Regions from separate parts of the Rattus norvegicus genome. Here region 1 is linked to region 2. Evidence: chromatin contacts called from public Hi-C data. All regions are on one chromosome and are shown on one strand. The core of a region is the stretch at or near the end of the contact, and the rest is flanking DNA. Distances in the headings are between cores, read along the strand shown. Region 1 has its middle 25 kb from the start of Mrps31. Region 2 holds the start of Smim19 (small integral membrane protein 19).

Region 1 (6,019 bases), core at 3,059-5,558, 44 kb before region 2:
GCTTGGGTACAGCCAACCTTATGGAGGCTTTTTCCTAGTTGAGGTTCCCTCCTCTCAGCTGACTTCAGCTGCGTCAAGCTGACATAAAACCAGTGGGCACGGGTGGGATTTGCAACAGCAAACCCAAAATGGTTCAAGAGAGAGCCCAAAGATAAGTCAACAACAAGGTTAGGCCTTTGGCTCCTCCCACTCTAGCTCCTCCCCACGATTACTCCTTATCATCTTAAACTTTTGCCTTCTCTTTTAAAGGTTTCACAGAGTTCTTCCTACATCAAACTGTTGTCATAGTGACACTAGACATCCACATTAGAGCAATGACCTAGTGTGGTCCCCAGCTGGGCCCCATCTGTAGTCTCATCTAACTCACTATAGCCCAGTAGTAATTGCTTTCAAAAAGCTTTTTCAGGAGCTCGTGATCACAATCACACAGTCCACTGCAGATAGTCAAGTTAAAAACATCCCTCTTCCTATATAAAGCCATCCTGACCCATGCACCCTCAGATCCTGGGGACAGAGTCTAGCCCCATATAGTCCCTTCCAGCAGGAAGCTGCCGATGAGAGAAAACATCACCCCTTCTTTTTACCTGTCCTCAGGGTCTGGAATGGAGGGTTAGTTCTCTAAGGCCTCAGGTAGGCTGAGATACTCCAGACAGGAAACTATTTCTCTGATAACGCTGGTGGGCTGGCAGCGGGATCCCGGAAGTTTTTGATAAGGTGGCTGCCGGCTGACCTGCAAATGGAATCTCCTATCCCAAAAGTTCCCCCTTTCCACCCTAGAAAACCCCAAGCCCTGTGCCACAGGTTCAGACTCCACATCCACTGGAAACAGGTGACCCTCAGTCGTTCTGACTAAAGGAACAAATCTGTTTTTGGAGAGGCTGGTTTCTTCCCGTGACTCCTCCATCAGTTTTGACCTAACACCCATGGCCTCAGGTAAGCACATCCAGAAGGATCACCCTTGACCTTGTCTGAGGAGTCTGGGCTGATGGAGGGGTCCCAGGTCAGTAGGGGAGGAAAAAGCTGGAAGTTTGGCATCTCCTTTGTCTATCTGGGGCCTCTCTCCCTGTTGGTCTACCTGTCTCAGGGATCTGTCATGACCATAGTCCTTTATTCTGTCAAACTACTGAAGATTACAGAAGGAAAAACAGAAGGATGGATTGGATGTCTGGGACTGTTGTTTTCACTCTTGCTGGGGAGACGAGAACAAACATCCATTCGCCCCATAGGTCATCAATACAGAGGAAAGGAAGGTTTCTACTGAAGTCCAGCTTGGCAACCAAGGAGTGCATTGGGGCATATTTGGGTACTCATGGGTAAGGAGTTACTTACAGGAGAGTGGGTGATCATTAAACAGGTTCATTCTACTATTGCAGTAGCTTAAAGACCACCTGAGACAGGCTCCTCCCTCATGGAGGAGCCCCCACCTCCTGATTCTATGGTAACTGTAGAAAGAGAAGTGCAGTGTGTGTGTGTGTGTGTGTGTGTGTGTGTGTGTGTGTGTGTGTGTGTGTATTTCAAGACAGGCTTCTCTGTGTAGCACTGGCTGTCGCAGAACTCTCTGTCCACCAGGCTGGCTTTGAACTCGGAGACCTGCTTCCCAAGTGCTAAGATTAAAGGGCAGGAACATGACAGCCGTGGGAGGAGGAACGTCTGTGCCATCACATGAAGCACTCAGACATGGCTAGCATGTGAACAGGTTAGCTCGTGCCGCCATACCGTGGTGCTCGTTTCATGGCCTATGTATGCCATGAGGTGGTCGGTATCTTAGGACGTGACACACATGGTAATAGACAAGCAGAGCCCACCATGTGGTGGCTCTTGGACATGGACCACATGCACACAGGTGTGCTCAGTCTGCCGCTGGTTGACCCAGGGCAATTCAAGCATGCCAACAGGTGGTGCAGAGGCACAGTGTGGAGGCCCTGGGACACCACTGGCATGCGAACACGTATGGCCACACACCACATGGCTCTGCTTCAACAAGGCAGGTGTTCAAACAGGCGTGCCTTCTCGGCCAGGCGGTGGTGCAGGGGCATAGCAGAGACGTAAACAGGTGAGCCCACATTGCCTTGTGGTTGTATTGGGGCAGAGCAGGCGAGTGAGCAGGTGTAAAAGCACCACCTCAGGCAGCAGAGCTGGGATGTGGCAGGTGTGAGAACACCTACCATGTCTCCCTTGTCACAGTCCCACAGCATCTCTTGTCACCAAATGAAACCTCCAGTGCCAGTCTGGGTAACGGTTAATTGAGTTGTTGGACAAACCCCGTGGAAACCCTCAAATGATCTGGGCTATTGACAAGGCAAATGGTTTCTCACACACACACACACACACACACACACACACACACACACACACACACACAATGATGTCCCTGCTGCTGGAGACAACACCTACATAACTCACTGAGCACAGAGAAGTCAAGCTGATACCCATCTGGAACCTTCTTCACCCCTGCTGACTGGTGTGCCTGGTTCTGGAGGTGACTCTGCACACTACCAAAGGAGACGGGTAAACACCAGGTGCTTATCGTGCTAACCAACCAACATTTGATTGGATTTAAGGCCCACTCCATGCGATAGAACTCATGCCCAATGCGACAACTGGAGACGAGGTAACCCAGGGACCTAGGGTAAAACCAAATAGTGCTTTAAAAATATGTAGCAGTAAAATGACTCCCAATAACATTCCGCCATGCTCATGGACCAGTGCCTCAGTTGGCTGCTGTGGGGAAACTGTGGAAGAGGAAAGAGAAAGAGTTTAAGATCCAGAGGGAGGGAGGATACCATGGCCACAAGACCTTCCAGGCGCAACAGGACAGATAGGTGCATGTATGAACTCACAGAGACTGATGCTACACCAGCACGGAGCGGGAAGTAGACACACGCTCCCATCCCTGACCCAGAGGCTCTCTCCAGCTGATATCCCCCCACAAAGGACAGCTTAAGTGTTCTCCAGGGGGGGCTCACCCGACATACAAACCACTCTTAAGCCCCAAGCCCAGCAATAGACAGCCAACATAAAACGACTACAGTGGGATTTCTGGATTTGTTTTTGTCTTATATTGCTTTGTCTGGGCTTTTAGGTCTTTTGCTTCTATATTATGTTCTCTGGTTGTGTGTTTTATATTTCTCTCTGTGTGAATATGTCTCCGTGTCTGTATGTGTTTCTTTGTGCTTTTTCTTTTCTTTTTTCTTTTTTTTTCTTTTGGTTTTTTGTTTTGCTTATTTATTTGTTTATCTAGATAGATAGCTGTTTGTTTTCTACTAAGGAAAAAGGAAAGAAAGGGGGGAAGGGGGCTGGGGATTTAGCTCAGTGGTAGAGCGCTTACCTAGGAAGCGCAAGGCCCTGGGTTCAGTCCCCAGCTCCGAAAAAAAGAACCAAAGAAAAGAAAAAAAAAAAAAAAAAGAAAGAAAGAAAGAAAGAAAGAAAGAAAGAAAGAAAGGCCGTGAACTTTGGTTAGTGAGAAAACAGGGAGAATCTAGGAGGAGTTGGGGGTGTGAGAAACCATGATCAGAATTTAAAAAATAATAATACATTACATTCTTTTTTTTTTTTTAAAACTCCACCAGGGGAGAACCAGAGCACAGTTGAAGAAGAAAAAGAAAACAATAAGTTTCGCATTAGTTGTGATCAGCAAGCTTACTAGAGAAATATTTGGTTACATGGGAATAAGAAACCGTGAGAAAGTGTCCCGGCCTGGGACAGCAGAGATAACACTGCTCCACTGACTGACTTCCGCTCTGCGAACCTGCTTGTCCTTCCTCTTCTCCCCGCCAACACCTGTTTGCTCAACTTCCGCTCTGCGAACCTGCTTGTCCTTCCTCTTCTCCCCGCCAACACCTGTTTGCTCACCGCAAGACTGTCTTAACTAGAAACCTGTCCATTTCACAACGCCTGCCGTGGCACAGGACGTCCACTTGGCCACCTGGGCGCGCTCATTCACATGCCCTCGCTGAGCTGCCACTTGGCGAGCCGCGCATGCCTTGTCTCACACACCTGCCTTGCCCCAGCCCTGGAACATGGTGGCCCCGGGCAGACCTGTTCGACGCTTGCCCCACGCCAGCACTTGGAAGTCTGTGCATGCTCGTTTGCCTGCCTGCCGTATCCCAGAGTCACCAAGTGGTGTCCTGGTCACACCAGTTTGAAGGCCTTCCTTGTCCCTGGATTGCCATGTGGAAGATTGGGCATGGCTCTTTGCACTCAGACCCTGCTATGGCAATTGGCGTCTTGATTAGGGAATGCTGTGTTCCGGCATTTTGACATGCCTATTTCGCGCACATGCTATTTCCCAGAGCTGCCACACGGTGGCACTGTTCCAGCGCCTACACATGGCAGAGTAGGCATGCTTGGTCACAAGCCTGTCACGTTCCTGTACTACCATTGGGTGGCCTAGACATGCCTGTTCTGAGCTTGGTTAACTGAGGGGTGGGGGGAGAGAGGTGGGCAGTGGGCAGTGGGCGGTGGGGGATGGGTGAATTATGGCCACAAATGTGCCTTATCCAAGCGCCACCTCATGGTGGTCTGGGTACACATATTCATCTGTTTGCCATGTCCTAGTACCTTCATGTGGTGGCTTCAGCAAGCCTGTCCTCACTTGCCAGGGTCACACCATCATCATGTCATATCCCGGGCATGACAGTTACATGCCCAGGGTTATCAGACGCCTGCTGTGTCCCAGGGCCACCACACGGCAGCCTGGACATGCCTGTTCACACATGTTCACCGTATCCCAGCATCACCAACCATGCAGCCTGGTCTCACCTGTTTGGATGCAGCTGTGTTCAAGCAATGCCAAGCAGTGGCCTGAGCATGCCTGCTTGTGTGCATGACATGTACCAGCAAGGCCACATGGCTGCCTGGCCACACCAGTTTGCGTGATTTCTGTGTCCTGGCACCAGCACGTGGCCGCCTGGGAATACCTGCTCACACACCTGCTATTTCCCAGGGCATTACGGTTTGCTCACACTTCTTTTGCATGCCTACCGTGTTCCGGGGCCTCCATGTGGCTGCCTGGACGTGCCTGATCAGACGTATGTGCTGGAACCAGCACTACCTGGGCTTGCCTGTTCATGTGCCTGTACGTTCCAGTGCCAACACGTAACAGCCTGTGCTCACCTGTCTGTACATGATCGTATCCCAGAGCCTCAAACCACCAACCCAAGCACACCTACAGTCTCAGTGCTGCCAGCGGGACACAGCGGCTTCCACCTCTGCTGTGTCCCAGCACTGTCGTGGAGTGGCTTGGGCGCACACGTCTGCACACCTACCGTATCCCAGGACTGCCAAGTGGTGGCCTGGGTGTGCCTGTTCTCACCTGCCACATCTCTAGGCAGCTGCAGGGTATACACATACTGTGTCCCTACGCCATCGCGTGACGGCCTGAGCTCTCCTGTTGATGCACATACTGTGTCCCTACGCCATTGTGTGATGGCCTGAGCTCTCCTATTCATGCACATACCGTGTCCTGGGGAATGGAAGGAGTGTTCAACAGTCACGCCCAGGGCTGCCACATGGTGGCCTAAACTCCCTCACAGCCCAGGGCAGCCATACGGCAGGCTTGTCACTTGGTGGTGGAGTGTTGCCTGTTTGCCTGCAAACCTGTCCCAGCGCCAGCACTTATCAGCCTGGCCGTGCCTCTTATTTGCCTGGTAACATCTGTTCACACCTGCTGTCGTGCCTGCTATGTTCCAGTGCCACCAACCTCCTGGCCTGGGCACACCTATTTGCACACTTGCCAGGTCCGACAACCACCACTCGGCAGCCTGGGGCGTACCTGTTTGCGTGATTTTCCTGCGTGGGCAATGGGACATTGTGGCCTGGGCATGTCCACATGCCTGCCATGTCCTGGGACCTTCAAGTGGTGGCCTGGCCACACAGTTCACAGTTCTGCTGTGTCCCAGAGCCACCATGTGCTGGCCTGAGCTCTCCGAGTCTCACATGTGTGGGGTCCCAGTGGTGCCTACGGGCTGCCTGGTTCCACCTCTTTGGACCCAATCTGTGTCCCACTGACACCAGAGGG
Region 2 (5,690 bases), core at 665-3,164:
ATTTAGCTATGAAAGACTTAAAACTTTAAGATCTAAATATGAGGGCAGACCTAACTCCTAAATATTAACGACTGGAGTCATGGGCTTTTGGTAGAGTGGGGAGAACAGGATAGGTGACAGAGTCACATGTTCAAATCTTATTATTTTTTAAAAATTCAATTCCAGGGGTTCTCTGAATTTTTTGATTTATAGTAAGTAGTCAGTCTATTTTAGATGGAAACTTCCGGAAGACCAAACACTAGAATTGCTTTTAATTTGTGGCATTTTAGACCAAGATACTTGGCGAATGCCAAGATACTAAGACAGCAATAGCTATGATCGTGTTTGGAAAAACATAAGCGTGTGACTGGAAACGCTACAGACTGGAAACGAGCACAGATGATAGAGCACTAACAGCCACAGTCCTCAGAACTGCGAGTTAACCAATGAGGAAGGACTCAGTGATCAATAAGGCCACTAGGATAAGGACTGCCATTTATTTACCTGACAAATTAACACAATGTTTCCTAATGCCACGTGGATCTGAACCCAATCAACTTCTTGCTAAAACTTTCGACAAGACCCTGTCCATGTGCCACCTTATGAATAACGTTACTTTTACCCAGAGCTTGATTGCTTCCTACCATGTTACTCTTTAATCGTATTTAGAAAAAGGTTTTCTAACCATTGCTGACCCAGAGTGGCAAAATGCTAACTGAGATATACAACAGATACTATAAAACCATCCATAGAACGCAATAATACTGTAACTCCACAGGTCCCGGGATGTAGGAGTTATCTTTGACCCACAGTTGTAAGGGATCTGCACTGAAGCTAGGCCTCTCCTGCTAGTCCTGACACCACCAACGCCATGCTTTCTAAGTCAGGAATGGAGAACTCAGAGTCACCGTGCAGACACGGTACTTTAACCACTCCTCCCACGCACTTGTGTAATCCAACCAAGTGTGTGGATGCGTGCCCTTCCTCTTCAGTCTAAAGTAAAATGTCCAGGAGTTCATTTCAGGAAGGTTAATGCTCCCAGGTAGATGTTGGGAATGACATTGCAGGCTCTTTTGGGAAAACCGACTCCTTCCCTCAGCTGTCCTGTGATGTAATGTTTAAACTATTATTGCATTAGAAAGACGCTAGCTAGAATGAGCTGATTTAAGCTCTTAGGTAAATACGAGCATTAAGAGATAATGCCGTCAAAAAATGCATCCATCCGGGTTTAGTTTAAGGCTGACCTACTTTTAGGTGACAAGATCAAATTAATCACGAGGCATTATCGTTAAGTTTTAAAGTTGGTCCGCTCCGTTCTAGAACTAAGCATTACCTGCCACCTCGCTTGGAATGTTATTGCTGCCTCTCATGTGGAACTTTGTTACTTTCTCACGGAAATGCAGCCTAAAATGTTAATTCCTAACAACCAAACCCCAACACCGGGAGGGGACGCTTCTTTCTCCTGACTCCGAAGCACTGCGAAGTTTGAGGTCCTAAAGCAGGAGGTAACAAGCTCACAGGCTTCCACCCTTTCCTGGAGGAAGGAGCACAGCTGAGGCCTGCGGACTGCGCAGTCCACGTTCGAGTAAAAAATTTTTTTCTTTGCACCCATTCTGTTTTGACGCACTGCAACTCTGTAACAGGTGACAGTGTGATCCCAAGGCCACAGGGACCCGGGAACGGAGGGGCAGAGGCGGCACATAGATCAGACGCCCAAACCTGGCCTCCTCCAGCCGCGTCCCCGAGCCTGTGCAATCTGCTCCAGGTGGCATACAGGACAGTCCTCCCGCGACGGGCGGTGGCACGTTCCCGCCGGCGTCTCTGCGGCCTCCCGCACCCCGGGACCCTTGGCACGCGGCAGCCGCCCCGCTCGCTCCGTTTGCAGAAGACACCCAGGCCCAGGGTACGACCCGCAGCTCGCGGCTGGGCCCGGCCGGGGCGGGGCGGGGCCGGGGGCGGGGCGGTGACGCGACCGCGCGCGGGCGGGCGGGCGAGCGGGCGGGCGCTCAGCGGCTGCTGAGGTGCGGAGGCCGCCGCGCCGCGCCGGTCCGCTCCGCTCGGACTGTTCCGGGAGTCGGGCGGGGAGCGCAGGCCGAGACCCAGCGGACCGGACGACCTCTCCTTCGTCACTTCCTGCCGGCCCGCGGTTTCCGGAGGGAACGAGAAGCCAGGTTTTGTTATTGGTTTTTCTTCCTTCCCTCTTTCGGAATCGGAGCCGGGCGCCGTGGCGGCCCGCGTGCCGCGTGTGGCGGGAGCGCGGCGCGGCGCGGCGGTGCGCCTCTCCGTGCGCCGCGACCCGGGTCGGCGCGGGCGGGAAGCGGCGGGCTCAGGCCGGAGGGCGCCGAGGCTCCTCCGCGGTGGGGCGGTCTCGGGGTGTCTGCGCGTGCTCCCGAGAGGAAGCTGGCTGGCTGGGTTCTCGGTCTCCTCATCTTCCCGGCTGCGAGGCCAAGGCGATTGCTCTCGCATCTTTGCGTGAATGGCTAGGGTATTTTTCAAAGAAGAAAAGACAACAAAAACTTTGCCTAGTGACTTGAATGGTTAAGGTTTTCCAGCGTGAGGCAGGTGATGATTGTTCTGTGGGGTTGCAGTTTCGCCATTAAACCGATCAGTCTGTCCCCAGGTTAGTGCGGCCATGCAAATAAAGCGGCCCATTGTCCACGTGCTTAAGGGCTTAGCTATTCCAGCAGGGCAAGTTCTCTGGGATCATCTGACTTCTTGTTACAGTTCTTGCTCGCAGTGTAGCGGTTCTGTTGAATTGGTATGCAGATATACGAGTAAATAATACTGTAACTTTTAGCAAGTTGTCTTGCCTTATCACAAACTCACCTTCCCCTAGGTACAGAAACATACCAGCCTACTTTATACTATCACTATATGTGCATTTACGTATATCATATACACAACCATTTATATAATGTTTAACCATTGAGTTTAAAGTTAAGAAATTAGAAACAGTAGTAGTGGGCTGTTTGCTAGGACAGTGCCAGATGTTCATAGATGTTTTATATCAGTTCATTTTCAAGGGTAGCTTCTTGCTTAAGAGAAGATTGTTCCCTTTTTTCAGCGCTTGAGTTCGGTTTGCATGCACCACTGTGTATAAAACGTTTGCTTTAAAGAGTTGTTTCTTTTGTGAAATTAAGGGTGTTGATCACAGAGTAGCTCAGCAAATTAGTGCGGCTTTAAAAGTAGAATTGCACCTAATCCATTTGGGTGTTTAGTACTTTAAAAACCCTTGTGACTCTTACTCATGAGTGCCCATTATATAACATGATTCAGAAGTTGATCAAGATAAGGTGGGCACTAAGGTACTAACAATACTTGAAGGGACCCCCTGTGTGTTTCTTAGTACAGTTCCTAACTAAAGGAAAACATGTGAAATTATTTTTTCAACACCAAACTAAGAAAATTAAAACAAACAGCAGGCTGTTAAGATTTGCTGGAGTGTGTCTTTTTTCCCTCCCTCTCATCTTTTAGATAAGGTTTCACTGACTGGCCTGGATTTATGTAGACCAGGATATCTCTGAACTCAAGAGACCTACCTGCCTCTGCTTCCTGAATGCTGGGATCACTCAGCTAGGAGTGTTGGGGTTTCACTGAGCCTTTGAATATTAAGAATGGTAGATTTTTCTGTATTGTGACTAGTTGTGCATACCTTTTAAATTAGGGTTTAAGTATTTTAAACACATATTCAATATTATATCCAGTATAAGACTAGACTATAAAGATGCCATTTAATGATTTAGGTAGCCATAACAGTTCAAAAACTGATTTGTGAGGGTGATAGAGTCTCGTATCATGAGAGAGTAGAAAGATTTGACAAACTGAGGGACATGGTTGGAAGCTTGTGCCTGTGGCTAAATTAGCATATTGGAACTTACCTATCAGATAATTCTAATGGGTACGTTACTGGGAAGAAATAAATGTTGGCAAAGCTTTGTTAGTTGGTATTTACCAAAGGGTTTCTTTCTTTACCTGAGGACATTGCCTTTGTTGAAGGAGGCAAATACAGAAGAGAAAGTTACAAATTGACTTTCTGAGTGAATATTTCTCTGTAAATAACTCTTGCTACCGCATACAGATCTCCTCAAGCACGTTGCAAGCTTTGAGATGTGCCAGTAGTTGATGGTAGATGAAAGAAAGAAAAGGGGAAGAGAGAATAGTGTTAGGAATCCCCTTCTGTCCTTTGGGAAAAATTTTGGAACTATGAACAAAATCTATCCCAATAATAGTAACAACAAGATATAAATCATACCATTTGTTATTAAGAAGTAGGGAAATATATTCCCTTAATATAATCTACACCCAATTGAGTAGATTTAAAATAACCTGTAGTACATGAAGAGTTACTAAATTATTCATATGCACCATTTCTATGTTTGTGACAGCTGTAGTGACCATAGCACAGACTTAGCTCCTGTCTGTAAGTGGTGATAGGAAGGCAAGCCTGTCTCATCTTCACTTCAAAACTGGGCTTCTGGGCTGGGGAGGCAATTCAGTGTGAGAATTTGCCTAGAATGCTTGGAGTCCTGGGTCCTGTTCCCACATTGCCAAAACTGAAATGGGAAAAGTTGTCTCTGGTGTAAGTGTCCTTTAGCCCACAGACTCCAAGTCAGTTTGTGCTGCAAGTGAGTTGTTGCTTGTCCCCAGGGCCTAGAACAGAGCCTGGGCAGGGAAAGTATCTATGAAATGAACAATGTAGCAAGTGCGTCTGTTTCCTTCTTAGGTCTGTCTTGCCCTTATTTAAGGGCTATTCCAGGCTACCTCTATAGTTTAATCCTACACTAGTTTTTCATGGAGTTTGTTTCCTCACTTCAAATGCAATGTTGGTTAAGGCTGTTCCTATTTATACAGCACTATATTTGAGAATTGCCCTGGCATCTGTTATGTCTATACACAGCTGGCTTGTGTGTACCTATTGAATAAATACTGGTTATCATGGGAAAACATCAAATGTATCTTAACCCATAGGTAATATGTTAGTTGGGCAAGCTTTGTATACATTTATGAAACATTGTAAAAACCGAGTGCCAAGAAATAATAGGGGATACTTAATGTAGCACTTAAAACATGCCAGCTGCTGGGCCCTTTGCAAGTTCATTTATTTGTGTCTCAACAGTTTTTGCTGGGGGTACTTATTATCCTATTTTTTTTAAAGATTTATTTATTTATTTATTTATTTTAAAGATTTATTTATTATATATGAGTTCACTGTCACTGTCTTCAGACACAACAGAAGAGGGCATCTGATTTACAAGTAGTTGTGAGCCACCATGTGGTTGCTGGGATTTGAACTCAGGACCTCTGTAAGAGCAGTCAGTGCTCTTAACCACTGAGCCATCTCTCCAGCCACTATTTATTTATTTTATTTTATATGAGTACACTGTCCCTGTCTTCAGACACACCAGAAGAGGGCATCTGATCCTATTACAGATGGCTGTGAGCCACTATGTGGTTCACATGTGGGATTTGAACTCAGGACCTCTGGAAGAGCAGTCAGTGCTCTTAACCACTGAGCCATCTCTCCAGCTCCTTTTGTCATGTTTTTATCTCTTTACTGAATTCCTTTTTCAGTGACAGTATTCAGCATTTCCTTCAGCTTTATGTGTGTTTCCTTGGGAGCCAGTCATGCATTTGCTCTCTTGAAGCTCTCTGTTTGATTTCATGTGTCTTTCTTAAATTCCTTGGCTATTTTTATGAAATTTATGACTTTT

Evidence for each region. A called contact is a pair of places that touch in the nucleus more often than the background predicts.
Region 1: a contact with region 2 is called in a Hi-C map of kidney, with 2.3 times the contacts expected there. The contact joins the enhancer-like site here to the promoter of Smim19 in region 2. A contact is called at or near these places in 4 of 12 Hi-C or Micro-C datasets (hepatocytes, kidney, liver and 1 more).

Annotation. Positions count from the first base shown.
Region 1 is chr16:76,296,545-76,302,563 of GRCr8, reverse strand. No RefSeq gene overlaps it. Among named protein-coding and RNA genes, the nearest start is that of Mrps31, 25 kb to the left of the region's middle. Within about 2 kb of position 4,308, at least 33 of the 93 cell types and tissues checked have an H3K27ac peak or open chromatin away from gene starts, as enhancers often do. A contact at or near this core is called in hepatocytes, kidney and liver, where this site is marked.
Region 2 is chr16:76,250,194-76,255,883 of GRCr8, reverse strand. Smim19 (small integral membrane protein 19) reads right to left here and starts at 1,914. Exons shown (of 4, transcript NM_001399377.1): 1 at 1,699-1,914. Slc20a2 (solute carrier family 20 member 2) reads left to right here and starts at 2,003. Exons shown (of 11, transcript NM_017223.2): 1 at 2,003-2,150.